3 separate regions of the Sus scrofa genome follow, and all the other regions are linked to region 3. A link is a contact called in public Hi-C and HiChIP or PLAC-seq data. All regions are on one chromosome and are shown on one strand. Each heading gives the region's core, a stretch centred on a gene start, on an enhancer-like site or on the middle of the called end of the contact. The rest is flanking DNA. Distances are from core to core; before and after follow the strand shown. Region 1 holds the start of GPR171 (probable G-protein coupled receptor 171). Region 2 overlaps MED12L (mediator of RNA polymerase II transcription subunit 12-like protein). Region 3 holds the start of P2RY14 (P2Y purinoceptor 14).

The links. Hi-C and Micro-C count contacts between places; a contact is called where the count stands out from the background. HiChIP or PLAC-seq counts read pairs in DNA pulled down with a chosen protein or histone mark.
Region 1: an H3K27ac HiChIP or PLAC-seq map of alveolar macrophages shows a contact between it and region 3. The contact joins the promoter of GPR171 here to the promoter of P2RY14 in region 3. A contact is called at or near these places in 11 of 47 Hi-C or Micro-C datasets (alveolar macrophages, blood, embryonic fibroblasts and 3 more) and 1 of 2 datasets of contacts at active chromatin or transcription factors (alveolar macrophages).
Region 2: a Hi-C map of embryonic fibroblasts shows a contact between it and region 3, with 3 times the contacts expected there. The contact joins the enhancer-like site here to the promoter of P2RY14 in region 3. A contact is called at or near these places in 13 of 47 Hi-C or Micro-C datasets (alveolar macrophages, blood, embryonic fibroblasts and 5 more) and 1 of 2 datasets of contacts at active chromatin or transcription factors (alveolar macrophages).

Annotation. Positions count from the first base shown.
Region 1 is chr13:91,388,838-91,391,537 of Sscrofa11.1, forward strand. GPR171 (probable G-protein coupled receptor 171) reads right to left here and starts at 1,402. Exons shown (of 2, transcript XM_021069629.1): 1 at 1-1,402. The region is part of intron 16 of MED12L (mediator of RNA polymerase II transcription subunit 12-like protein); the gene reads left to right.
Region 2 is chr13:91,408,165-91,410,864 of Sscrofa11.1, forward strand. The region is part of intron 16 of MED12L (mediator of RNA polymerase II transcription subunit 12-like protein); the gene reads left to right. The region is part of intron 2 of P2RY14 (P2Y purinoceptor 14); the gene reads right to left. Among named protein-coding and RNA genes, the nearest start is that of GPR171, 19 kb to the left of the region's middle. Within about 2 kb of position 1,322, at least 20 of the 83 cell types and tissues checked have an H3K27ac peak or open chromatin away from gene starts, as enhancers often do. A contact at or near this core is called in alveolar macrophages, embryonic fibroblasts and fetal liver, where this site is marked.
Region 3 is chr13:91,452,447-91,455,146 of Sscrofa11.1, forward strand. P2RY14 (P2Y purinoceptor 14) reads right to left here and starts at 1,315. Exons shown (of 4, transcript XM_021069622.1): 1 at 797-1,315. All of the region lies in intron 16 of MED12L (mediator of RNA polymerase II transcription subunit 12-like protein), which reads left to right.

The sequences.
Region 1 (2,700 bases), core at 152-2,651, 64 kb before region 3:
CAGTCTGGTAGAGTGCCGGTTTTATCTTTATCCTTTTGGTTTCATTTTAGAGAAATCTGGAGGTAGAAGAGAAAAATCATAATGTAGAGAGATAGTTACTATTAACCTTTTTTGGTGCATGTGCTTTAAAATTTTTCTATGAGTATGTATACCCCCTTAAGAATGTTACTCTGTTGTGCATACTGTTTATAGTTTGCTGTGTTTTCATTCAAGAATATATTGGATCTCTTTTTTCTAAGCCAGAGAGTAAACCTGCAATGCGCATTTGTCAATTTGGTCCCGTCATGTTAATGAATTGAGATAGATATTTAGTAATGAATTGGTTGTATATGAAGGGACCCTCTAGTGTACATTTAAATCATCAGGGCAAGTGTTCATCCTCCTGTGGGGGAGTAACTGTTGATTGAGTGTCTGATTGAGGGACCCAACAGAAAGTCACTGCCTCATCCCCTTCATCAGTCAGCTTTGTTAAGTTAGATTTCTTTTCTTTTTTGTCTTTTTGTCCTTTTTAGGGCCGCACCTGTGGCATATGGAGGTTCCCGGGCTAGGGCTTGAGCCGAAACTATAGCTACCAGGCTATACCACAACCACAGCCAGGCCAGATCCGATCCATGTCTGAGTCCTAAACCATAGCTCACGGCAACACCGGATCCTTAACCCACTGAGCGAGGCCAGGGATTGAACCTGAATCCTCATGGGTCCTAGTTGGGTTCGTTAACCACTGAGCCACAACAGGAACTCCAGGTTAGATTGCTTATAGGAGGGTAGCTTTCATAAAAGGGAACATGAGCTCACATCCTAAGAATATTCTTGGGAGTTCCACGCCTGCTGGCCCAGAATTGATTTCCAAAGTTGATTTTACCTACAAGCGCAAAACCATCAGCTGGGTCAGTCAGGATCTGAGTTTTTCTATTGCTTCATTGGCCTGGTGGGTGCTTTGGTTTCATGTCTTTCTCCTAATAATTCTCCAAACAATAAAGAAAAAAGAAGAAATCTCTCCAGAATCGAAAATGCTTTTGGTATTTACTTTTTGGTATTTACTTTTCAAAAGAAAAATCTCTCCAAAGACTAGATGAGAAATGTCAACCTGGAGGGAATTTAGGGAGGATCTGGGGAACTTCTGAAAACAACAGTGTTATGATACTTATGATGCCAATATCTATTTGTTTCAGATACTCTGGTATTCTCGCTGATTTGAGTAATTACTATTATTTTGCAAAAGAAAAAAAATTTATATATTCACTTATAAATTGGAGGAGGAAAACCCAAATCTTTCTCAAACTGTATTTGATTCGAGTTAAGAACCAGTGTTAATGTTTCATCATAATAGTGCTAGGAAATGCTCTTTCTTTTAAGATTAGTGTGCCTCAAGATTTGTGGTATTAGCTAGGACTCACCAAAAAATGCACTTCAGAAAAGACATGCTTGCAGACAGTCAAGTAAGTGAGCAGTTATGATCAGGTTTACATTCACTGGGGGATGAAGAGGCTGAGATGGAAGGAATCGGCTGAGATGCAGTTGGATACCACGTGAGTGGTAACTGGTTTTCAAATGATATGAAAGCACACTAGAATCAAAAGTTTTTGGTAAAATGTCTTTTTTCTTTTTTTAAGTAGGCATATTATATGTATTTTCCTGTCCACTTTGCAGTATAGGTAGAATTAAGAAATAAATTCAGGAGTTCTCTTGAGGCTCAGTGGGTTAAGGGTCTTGCATTATCACTGCAGTGGCCTTGGTCACTGCTGTGGTGTGGGTTTGATCCCTGGCCTAGGAACTTTCACATGCCACAGGTGCAGCCAAGGGGAAAAAAAAGAAAAAGAAAAAAAAAAGAAAAAAGAAAAGAAAAAAACCCAAAAAAAAAACAAAAAAAGAAAAAGAAGGTAAAGAAATATATTCAACTGTTCTTAAAAATCTATGATAGCCACAGTTTTTTGCGTCTAGATTGTCAAATATAAAGAGCTAAAGTCTCCTAGTTCTCTGTGTTCTATTTCCTTTTTTTGAAGAGTGAAAAACCAGTCTTTTAATAGTGAAACTGAACCACGTTCTTCCTTCTGAGAATGAACTTGAGACAAGCTGGCGTTTTGTGGAAGTTTATTCGTGGTGGAAACAAGCTTTTTTTTGTTTGTTTTTGGGCTACCCTCCCTCTTGTGTTTTTAACGTGAGTTCTATTTTAATTTCCGTAAGTCACTTCTTTCTGTTTCATTAAGGACAAATGTTTTTCAGAGGGTATTTTCTAAGTGTTCTAGGAAATTATACGTCACCACTAGCCTAGTATTTTAGAAACCCAAGTGGGAAGAAGTAAGGTGAAGTTGGTTTTTCGGTTTTTTTTTGGTTTTTTGTTTTTTGTTTTATCTTACCTTGGTCATGGCAGTACTTTTTATTTAAGAAATGACATATTAGTTACTTTAATGGATATTTTGTATGTTTGAGAATTAAAGCTAAATTGCCCCATGAATTGAGAAAGGAAATCTTTTTTACTCAACCCCTATCCACACAAATCATGCTTTTGATTTTATTGAACACAAATACCAAACAACAGTATTTCAGAGGAATCCTTTTTAATGGGTAACATTCTTAAAATTCACTTTAAAAACATAGCACGGTAGCCCTTTGGAACTGATGAGGAAGAGGAAAATAAATGTTAGGGTAGGTAGCCCCTGCACAGCCAGAAACACAGGTCTGAGAATTTATTTTCTTTAA
Region 2 (2,700 bases), core at 72-2,571, 44 kb before region 3:
TACATCATCAGGGAGCTCCTTATTGCTGCTTCTCCCCATCAAGCCAGTTTTCTCTTGTATGGACATGAGCTCTTGATTAGTTCTGACTTGATTCTCCAAATTCCTGGCCATCATGGCCCATTGACTTCACCTTCAGTTAGAACCTAGGTCAGTGACAAACATGCCTTAGTTTGACTTATAATTGGATGAATGCTGGAATCTCATACTTTAATTGAGGAGCTGTGGTAATTTGTTCTCACATTAGAGATACTTGCGTGCCCTCCTTAGGCTGAATGACACAAACATCCTCTTCCACCAAAGCATAATATAAGCTCAGCCCTGTCTTGACTGCCAGGCCTTCCTCCTGGGCCCTCCTGTTTATAGATTCCCAAACTCACAAAAACTAAAACAGTTTTTGCCTCAAACAGAGCCCACCTTCCATTATGTGAGATAACGTGTGGTGAGTTCCTGTGGCTAGTAAGCTGATTATGCACAAACTTAGTTTTTACTTTTAATCCCAACCACTTCCCTTAAAATACTCGTGGCAAAATTCAGCAAAGAGCAAGACTGGCACCTTATAGAACCCTGGTCTGTCTTCACATTTTGCACTTATGCGAGCAGATCACAAGGGTTGCAGGACTTCTGGGACACCCATCCTGAGCCTCTGTGTCAGGAACTGCACATGGCTTGTTGGGATGGATTTGGAGTGGGGGGTTTCTATCTATGGTCTTTGGCAAAGCCCAGAGTTTCTCCCCCTTGGCATTGTTGACCTTATATTGAGTGAGCCGTCTGCTGCATTGAAAAGATGTTTAGCTGCATCCCTGGCCTCTATCCACTAGGTGCCAGCAGCAGACAACCACAAATACCTCCAGACATTTCTAAATGTTCCTAGGTTGAGCTGAAATAGCCCCTTAATGATAGTTTGTATTTGTTTTCACTTTGACATAGAAAGGAAGAGAATATAGTCACCTCTCTTATTGATGCTAAACCTTTACTATACATTGAGTAACTCAGCAGCAATAAGTAATTCAAAGCTTAGGTCTCAGACTGTGAAGTGGTTTTCTTTACTGCTCTGATGGAGTAATGGGCAGACAGCGCAGCCCATTGGTGATTCAGTGTTGGATGCACTGACCCTTGGTTGGAAATAGGGCTGAAGTTGTCAACAGCTATGATTTTGGAAGAGTTACTAAGTGCCTCCTCGTTTCCTTTTTTCCATCTCTAAAAACGAGAGGGTAGTAGTTGCTACCTCACAGAGTTTCTATTCCTGTAAGAATCAAATACCTGGTGCCTGGCGGTATATGACTCAGAGGGGATGTTGAGGGTTCAGGGAGTGACTCAGCTGACAACAGAAGAGTTGATGTCTCTGGGAATTTCATTTGGCCAGGACTTCCCCTGGGTGGAGCTCCCACGGTGCCCTACTTCCCCACATTTGTTTGAAGTGGATGTTCTTCTGAACAGAAACTCCGGCTGCAGGAGGCACTGCAGATCCTTTGCACAGGGCCCCGATCCTCGGTTATCTGCCCAGCATTGTTAGCCTGGGGGAAGCTGGTAGGGGTGGGGTGTGGTGTGGTGGGAACTTTAAGGTCCCTGGGTTCTAGTCACAGGAAGCAGCACCCAGCAGCAGGGGGTATGAGTGAAGTCCAAAGCATTTTGTGCTCTTCCGCTAGATTCCTGACTTTTTTCCCCAGCCTGTTCTTCTGTAGCATTGTTTTGGAATATGGTTCTATTCCCTGGGGCCAGGCAAGGAAGTGAATCTCTGACCTCTTTTTGCTTCACTGAAATGGTGTTTGCATTTCTCAATTAGGCATGCGGTACTCAGATGTTCAGATCTTGGGGCCTCGGGCAGTAATTCATATCCCTTTGCTAGGGAGATGGGGAACAGATTTTCATTTCTGAGAAACCAGCACCTTTAACTGGTTAGCTAAATATCAACCACCAGTATGTTTGTTCAAGATTCAGGCTTACATTTCCAAAGGGAAAAAAAATAACCACGAAGGGCTTTAAATGGGAGGGTAAATACTACCGAGAAATGATTGTCATACACTTTAAAACCTAAAACTTTTGTGTTTCCTACCTGTAACCTTGGATTTAATAAAATATTCTGTGATACTAACTAATGAATCGGGAAATTCTTTAAATGAATTTGTATTTTATTTAACACAACATATGACAATGAAACAACTATATTCATTTCAAAATGACTAGGACTTAAATGTAAAAGATGCATTTTTATGAAGTGTAAAGATGGTGCTCAGAGTACATATGAAATGAAAGAGCTTTATTTTTTTATGAATCCTAGGCCCATCCCAATGGAATCCATTGTTGGATGTACGTGGCCTTTTTAGATTAATCATTTTGTGATTAGTTCACTTTTCATTTGGATTTCAATGTGAGTTAATCAAATATGTTATAAGAAGGTTATCTTACATCTTGCCATGCCGCAGTGCGAGCTATTAGATGCCATTTCCTTATCACTTCAGATACAACGTCTGAATAAATAGAATCTGATAATAAGTGCTACTTTTCAGCTATACCATAAATTGGATTTTTCGTGCTCATGACCTGCTTAGACCAAGCCCAGCTTTGTTTTAATCCATGTTTTTGTGTTGTTGTTGTTTGTTGTTGTTGTTGTTTTTGTTTTTTTTTTTTTTTTTTTTTTGCTTTTTAGGGCCACACTTGTGGCATATGGAGGTTAGGAGTCAAACTGGAGCTACAGCTGCC
Region 3 (2,700 bases), core at 65-2,564:
CTGCAGTGTATTTTTGTGATCTTTGATTCATTTTCTCTGTAGAATTAGTTGTCCTTGCTTGAAAAAAATATTTATGAACTAGATGGATTGCATGAGATTGGCTGGATCTGATGGGGTGGATCTGTGCTAATTCCCTTGTAATTTAAATTATAATGTTTAAAGTACTTTGAATAATTTAGGTAGTTTGTCCCAGACCTATATAATAAGTAGCATGTGAAGTTAAATTTTTGCTATGCATAGGATGTATTTTTTTTTTTTCAGTTTATAGTTCTCTTTAAAGGCAAATACATAGCTTGCTAGGTATTAATAGGGATAATTTATTCCAATAAAAACAAAGGTTAAAAAACTTCTACCTATATAAGTATATATACACAAATAAATACTAATTGTGTATTTATGTACACATGAAATTGCAAACAAAAACTGACTTGTAAGTATTATTGTCATAATTGATTTTGCACTTTTTAGAGACAATTTTGGTGTGCATATATAAGCTTTAGAAATGTTCATCCTGAATGAATATCTTTTAAGCATTTTCTTTGGCATTTCCTCATCACAGATATATTTTGACAGTCACAACTGGAAATCCTAATTAATCCTCAGTGATAAAATGTTAAATTTGGATCCCCAAGCTAGCGTGAGCAAATATATTACCATGTTAACCAGTTATAGTTCTCAAGCCCAAAGTACTTACTGAGAATGGGGACAGTCTGGTGTTACTCAGAAATCTCCTTTTCCATTCTCACACCCTGTTCACACACACTCAAGTTCTTTCATGGAAAAGCTGTTTCCTTACCTGTTTGTAGACCTTCGTCTGCGAGTCACAGCACTTATTTCAAAGTATGTCTCAGTGGACGCTCCAAATTAAGACTGTCCTTACGCAGTTCTTGCTCGTCTTCAAGAACAGATGAAAATCAGGAACTTGACAGAAACCACGAGACAGAAGGTTGACTGTCACTGCTGAATTGGTCAGTTTGAAATTGCTCAAGGTTGGGAAATGGAAACAAGGAGGGAGAGAGAGATGTTTGGATCTACGTGGATATCAGGCTGGCCTCCGTGCTAGTGCCTTTCCTTCAGTGATCAAAAAAAACAAAAAATGTGAGTTTTTTTCCTTTTTGAAATTTTCTACTATGTTCCCCCGCCACGTCACCACATCATACGGCAAATGAACAGCCAGGCAACAACCTGAGTAGGTTTTCTTTTCAAATTTTGCCATTACCAAGTTCAACATGTGAGAGGCGGAGAGCTGGTGGGGGCACCCATCTGCCACACCCTCCTAAAAGGAAACTGTTGTAGGGGAGGAAGGAACTCCCCCCTCACTTCTGAGCTCCTCTGGCCAATCTGAGAATAAAGTTGACATGAGACGGATTAACAGGAGAAAAGCAAACAAAAGTGTCATAACACGTATACACGGGAGAGACCCAGGAAAACTCAGTAACTCACAACGTGGCAGAAGCCACCACCTTAAATACCGTTTTCAGCTAAGGGCAAAGGAGGATGGTGGGGGGTCGTGGAATTCAAAGGGGAGGAAGGTAATGCACAGGAAGATGAGAAAGAGCAGATGGTAAACCAGTGTTTCTTGGGCCACAGGAACAATGGGACACAGAGAAACATTTTAACAAAAACGTTTGCTAGGGTCCTCCCGTTGTACACCTTGTTCATGATGGCTCCCTTCCTGGGACAGGTCCTCTGTCTAAATTCTTTTAGTCAGTTAAGGGGATGGTCAAAGGTTCCTGAATCTTTGGGGCCTAGATTTTTTCCAGCTCAAAATAATGAGCAGACCAAAGAGACAGATTTGGGGGTGGCAAGGTTTGCTCCCCCTTCCTTGTCAACAGCCACCCAGTGTAACTACTGTTCACAAACAGGTGGTGACTGGGGCTACCTGGAAATGTGGAATTAGCGTTTGAGTAAAGAAGCATTTTGGCACCCCTGACCACATCTGTTAGATAAGAGGTATTATTATTGCCATTTTTTTCCACATTAATTTTTCCATATTTGAGCATTACTGACAAATAGATCATGAGTAGGGCTTCAGATTAACTCGTGTGTTAATCTTTTGCTAAGTGTGTGCTGTTAATGTTACTGTTTTGAAAGTGAGAGGCAGGACCTCTTTGTATTTCTGGTTCCTTTTCAAGTTGTATAATATAATTTATAATGTCCTGAAGGGTGCTCTCTTTCCTGCTGAATACTAGTGTGCAGTTAGAAATGGAAATACTAAATTTGGCTGCAAACCTCTCATTAAAGTGTGTGACTCAGAACCAGATAAGAAAGAAACTTTGCCCTGAAAGGCTCTTTATTAGGCTGCTACGTTGCAGGTGTGTTCACTCAGGTTGTTCCATAGCTGAATTATGGGCTCAGAGTTTATTAACGTGTCAAGTTCAGTTGGACTTAAAAGTGTACCCTACGTTTATGGTTGCAGCAGTCAGTAGTACTTATTTATGGAGATATGATATGCCAGGTCCTGTTCTAAATACTTAGTATGCACCTACTGTGTGGTAGGCAGTGTTCCAGGTACTGGAGATGAAGTAGTGACTAAATCAGATTCCAGTCCCATCCTTCACGAAGCGCATTTGCTTATTTTGAGTCTTACATACAGACATAGTCACTATTGATCCTTAGTAAACTCAGCAGAGGCCCTGGGGGACCCAGAGCTGGTTTAGGGAAGCTTCCCACTTGGCTCTGCCTGGGTGATGCAGTCCT